Regions from separate parts of the Mus musculus genome. Here region 1 is linked to region 2. A link is a contact called in public promoter capture Hi-C data. All regions are on one chromosome and are shown on one strand. The core of a region is the stretch at or near the end of the contact, and the rest is flanking DNA. Distances in the headings are between cores, read along the strand shown.

Region 1 (2,700 bases), core at 51-2,550, 130 kb before region 2:
TGCCAGAGTCTTTGCTAGGGAAAGGATGTTGAGGGGGTAATACAGGCTATAGAATTCTAGCATTGCCCTACAGCCCAGCAGATTCTTCCACCATGGTGCTAGTGCCATGGTTCCTCCTATCATTTTTAAGCATTTTTAACGAAGGACATGAACTCATTATTGCCTATGTATGGCTGCATATTATGTCACTTTTAAACAAGATCCTTTTTCTCTTTTGTATCATTAACCCATCATTTATACAGGACCAGGGCAACCCTTTAACTCTTGAGTTCTTTGCTTACTCTTCAATAGTCAATACAGGAAAAGGCCGATGCCTCTGCCATCGACCTGCAGAGGGAAAACAGAGGCAACTGGGCACGTGTATCCACTGAGCAATACTTCACTGTGGCTTGAGAAACAACAATCATTTCTAGGTGGCAACTCACTCCTGGTCCAGGCCTTCCTCAATTCACTTCCACTTTGGTTGGCTTTTGGGCCTTTGTGTTTTGTTTTTGTTTTTTTCTTAATGCCTGCTCTGTCCCTGACTATGCATAGTACACAGCAACACTCAAACAAGAAATCTTCTCTGAACTGAGAATGCCTTTTGTAGAAGGAGGCTGTTGCCCTTAGAGTAAGGCTAAAATGTAAAAGTCACAGCTCAGATGTAAGAGTTGAGCTGAGCCCAAGTGCAATGGAGTAAGCAAGACACTTCATATCAGTGTATATATTACAACTGTTCAACAGAGGGCAATAAAATATTTTGATGAAGTGATTCTTTTTGTCTTTTGAAGAAAGGTCCTGTGTGGGCTAATGATAGCCCTGCTGAAAGGCCAAAGAGAAATCTGTTCCAGGAGAATTTCACAACAAATAATAAATAATGGGTAAGTCACAGGCCAAGGAACGTAAGAGCTGCCCATGCCACAGTTCCTACAAGCTTTGCCAGCTCTTCTGGAGAGAGTGGTGAGCTGCTTGCCAGTCTTTCTCTCACATGACTTTCATCACTCTCCATCTCTGCAAGCTGGTTAAAGGCACAGGGTACAGTAGAGCACCAGTGTTGTACTGGTCTCCATCTTTGGGCACCGTCAGACCTGGGTGTGGTCCTTAGGACTCCGGGCTTAGTCTGATGAAAAAAAAAAAAGCAATATACAAAAGACACACATTTTCACTTTCATGAGTCTTTTCTCTATTTCTACACACCCAGTGTTTTTGACGGTGGTTTTGTCATGGATTCAGAAATTCTCCCAAAGTTCTCATTGATGACTCATATAGGAATCTGAAAGAAATAGAGAAGACACAGATTCAGTTCCCCTCAAATGCAGAGTTTACACATGGTCTGCAGCAGACACATTTGAAAACAGCCTGTGCCCTACACAGAGCACAAGTTTCACAGCCGTAAAGGTAAACAGGCTCAGCACCCAACGCAGAGCCCATACCCTGAGACCCTGGTGATCACATCCAGGCACAGGCTCAGTAGCACCCACTCACTGGCAGCGTCCAGCCAGAGGGTACTTCTCTTAGTACTGCCCTTTTCTGAACTCTACTCTCACTAGCTCCATAGCACACAGAAGCACAATGTGGCTCGTCCTACCCAGCATTCAGTCCTGACCATTTACTGTATATGAGGAAACAAGAAAAATTAAAGCAATCATCCACCTTCACCACCATACTCAACTACTATGGCCACCGCTTCTCTGCCCCCAGTCAAGGGAGGACTGCCTGAATACCCAGCCCAGTGACAGGAACATTGAGGCAGTCTCTCCCCTGTCTTTCAGGGGTCCACTCCAATTTAAGTAACATGGTTGGACAGCTCCTACATAAATTACTGCAGGGTGCCACTGCAGACTTACACATACCTATTTACAAAGTGCAAGGTTCTGTGACATTCCATTGCTGTATATAATTACAAGGACAAGCCACATGTGGCAAGAACATGTTTTCCCACAGAGGCACATAAAGGAGAGTTTAAACATTTAATTGAATAACACTAGCAAGCAATAATAAGTAATGTAAGTAAGTAAACTCACTCCTATCTGCTACACTTGGGAGAAGCACAAAAACACATTACAAGAACAACTTAAAGAAACTGAGGTCATAAGACTCTTGTCTTGGTTTTCTTGGGAGTTTTCTCACAAGCACTCAGAATCCTCACATGACTCCACTCTTGAACCATGTTCTGACACTTCAGTATGGAGATAATTTTCTAAATACAACACCAAAACTCACAGTTGGATTTTGATAAAACTAAAATTCTCTGTTTTTCCAACATGGACCTAAGGTCAACTAGGGGTAGGGGTTGGGGGACACTAATGTAACAAGAGAATAATAAAGGCATAAACCACCAACTAGGTGAAAATATTTGTAAAACATATAAGGAGGTGGTACTAAAAGTATACAAAGATCCTTTCAAATCAAGTAAAGAAAACAATCGACCTAATTAAAATCTGAGCTGAAGATCCTTTTTTCTCTTCATTTTTAATTTTATGTGTATGGGTGTTTTGGCTGCACGAATTTCTAGCATAACATGCAAGTAGTGCTTGCAGAGCCTCGATGAGGGTTGTAAGATTCCTTGGGACTAGAATTACAGGTAGTTGTAAGCTGACATGTGGCTGATGGCAATCAATGTCTGGCTTCAGAAAGAACAACCAGCCAGTGCTCTTAATTGCTGAGATGGCTCTTGATTGTCACCTTAACTACAAATGAGAATGATCTAAAACCCAAGTT
Region 2 (2,700 bases), core at 103-2,602:
TCAATCCCAGACTTGGTCTATCCAGACGGGGGAGGGGGAGAGAGAGGGGAACACACAGATCACAGATATGGTCTGGAAAACTAAGGCTCTTCTTGGAGGGAGAGAAGGAAGCAAAAGCTATGGTCACTCAATCTGTCACACTACACTGCCTTTCCACTGGCTCCAAAAGTCAGTTAGCCATTACAGTGCACTGTCTTCCTCTAGTTGCAAAAAAATTCAAACTCCTGGTTCTAACTGGTTCTGAGAGTCAACTGTACAATAAACATAATTTCTACATTTAAGAAATTCCTCTCCTTCACTGCCTTTACTTAAAATACGTTAAGTTCTGGGATTCTAGCCCAGTAAGGTTCAAATTCTTATTATAACTCTAAAAGGAAGATAGTTCTACTTGACAAAGAAATCCCCTTCACTTGGCTGAAATCCGTCTCCAAAGAAAACCACATGGAGCAAGCCTCAGTTGCTCTGTGGAGGACTTCTGGAAAAGACCTGCTTTTATAACTTGTTCTTTTGGGGTTAACTGAAGACTCTGAAAACACCTTGTGAACAAAAGTTCCTGAAGAGGGGCTGGAGAGATGGCTCACCGGTTAAGAGCATTAACTGCTCTTTCAGAGGTCATGAGTTCAATTCCCAGCAACTACATGGTGGCTCACAACCATCTGTAATGGGGTCTGATGCCCTCTTCTGGTGTGTCTGAAGACAGCTACAGTGTACTTGTCATATATATAAAAAATAAATAAATAAAAATCTTTTAAAAAGAAAAAAAAAGTAAAGGTTTGCTATGTGCTTTTAAGAGCACAGACATTCAATTGTGAGTTACGGTATAGTGTCACTCTCTGTCACAGACAGGAGACTGGGACTTAGAGAAATGGCACAGAAAGACAAGGAGAAACCAGGCAGTGCAAAGCTGTCGCCGAGACCCCACACTGCAGTGCTCCCTGTCTCCAAACCCTACCTCCAATACTCCACTTGGGACTGTTCACTTGGCTTCAAACTTCATCATGTCAAGAATTTTCAAGGGTCACTCCACAAGTATCACATTATCAAAACTAATTAAACAAACTAGAAGGCAGAAAACAAGAAACTGTTTAATACAAGTCTCTGGCACTTGTTTCTGAATCATCTGGGCAGAAAAAACAAAAAACAAAAAAAACCAGTAAAACTAAAAAGCCCTTCTGGTTGTATTTTTCACCAGACTCAGGAAGAATTATTTGGCAGCTAACAGCAATAAGTTCTCATATTTTCCAGCTGAAAGTAACTGAAGAAAATTCCCTTCCCTCTAAAGCATGCTCAGTAGCTTTGTTCACCATATAAGGAAAAGGCTGGCTGAACATTTCAACTTCATCCCTTTCTTCTAGGCATTGCAACAGCAGTTGTGAGCTAATGCTGCAACTTATTTTACAAGTGCCTTCATCTGAGGAAGAACAAAACTATGAAAGAGCACAGTTAAGTCCTGAGGAAGACTTGAGGTCTTGATTTCGTTTTTGTAAGGGATAGGATTTTTATGTTAAGAATATTTCCAAAGACAAATAAAGTTTTTAGCAACTTATTAAAGAACATTTTAAATATGCACTAATGGAGTCAGTTTTTACATAAACTGCTTTCTGGAAAAAAAAAACTGGTAGGAGGAAAAAAAAGATGTATTTTAAATCTTTTATAGATTTATTTCTCAAAATTTTAATAAAGTAAAAGTTAATGTATTCCTTGAAAACATTTGGAAGTGTAATGTACACTATCTACTTGAACACATGAAAGTAGGAAAGAGAAGACGATACTGCTGAAGGCAGCTGTGCAATCTTCTGCACAAAGCACTGCCCACGCTGCACTTGGTCTGGCCTAGGCATACTGTCTTTTTAAAACCAAGTAACAATTTTCAGTGGGTCTTCTGAGCCAAATGACACATTTAAATTACACATGATGTTAGTAGCGCCTCCCCAGGAAACCTGCCAAGTTTCATAAGCAGTATCCCGCCAAAGAAGCAGCTCATCTACACCCCCTGGACTCTGGGAAGAGATGTGCCCTTCACTTTAGTACTTATGGCCTCTGCTGTACAACTTCCAAAACTACAGTGGGTACTTGTCCTGGAAGACAGAATCTTTCCAGAAATAAGTGACACAAAGTGGCTTAAGATAGAATTCTGGAGAAAAGGAAAAAAAGAAAACTGGAGGACACAGTTACTATTTTGCTTCCAAGGGCAGTGAGTCCCTGTGGTTGGAACTTGGGATGCACAGTTAGGCAGTGGAGAAATGTGGCCAGAATGAGAGCGCTTAGGTTTTGAGTGCAGCAGAGAGCTTGTCTACCTAGCATGCACAAAGCCCTGACTTCAAGTCTCAGCATTAAAAAAAAAAAAAAGGAAGAAAAAAGCAGGCACTGAAGGTAGCACTAATCATTGGCTGCAGGACTCAGGAAAGGGTAAGAAATAGCTTTACTTTCCTGTTTTCATTCTAATAATAATGCTTAACAAGCACAAGGCATTTACAACAATAATGAAAAGAAATACAATCTAAAAATATGAATTGACATCATGCTTAGCCAAGTATTAAAAGGTCAATAAAAATTACATTTAAAAGCACAACACGGCTGGTGAGATGGCTCAGTGGGTAAGAGCACCCGACTGCTCTTCCGAAGGTCCAAAGTTCAAATCCCAGCAACCACATGGTGGCTCACAACCATCCGCAACAAGATCTGACTCCCTCTTCTGGA

The links. Capture Hi-C pulls out chosen DNA fragments and counts their contacts.
Region 1: a contact with region 2 is called in a promoter capture Hi-C map of adipose tissue. The contact joins two enhancer-like sites. A contact is called at or near these places in 1 of 15 datasets of contacts at CTCF or cohesin (the NIH/3T3 cell line), 2 of 484 Hi-C or Micro-C datasets (nephron progenitors and stem cell-derived motor neurons) and 3 of 9 other capture datasets (adipose tissue, liver and pancreatic islet).

Annotation. Positions count from the first base shown.
Region 1 is chr12:116,459,116-116,461,815 of GRCm38.p6, reverse strand. Ncapg2 (non-SMC condensin II complex, subunit G2) reads right to left here. Exons shown (of 29, transcript NM_133762.4): 29 at 1-1,252. The coding sequence ends at 1,201. Among named protein-coding and RNA genes, the nearest start is that of Gm25112, 17 kb to the left of the region's middle. Within about 2 kb of position 1,300, at least 29 of the 459 cell types and tissues checked have an H3K27ac peak or open chromatin away from gene starts, as enhancers often do. A contact at or near this core is called in adipose tissue, where this site is marked.
Region 2 is chr12:116,324,938-116,327,637 of GRCm38.p6, reverse strand. The region is part of intron 6 of Esyt2 (extended synaptotagmin-like protein 2); the gene reads right to left. Among named protein-coding and RNA genes, the nearest start is that of Esyt2, 45 kb to the right of the region's middle. Within about 2 kb of position 1,352, at least 65 of the 459 cell types and tissues checked have an H3K27ac peak or open chromatin away from gene starts, as enhancers often do. A contact at or near this core is called in adipose tissue, where this site is marked.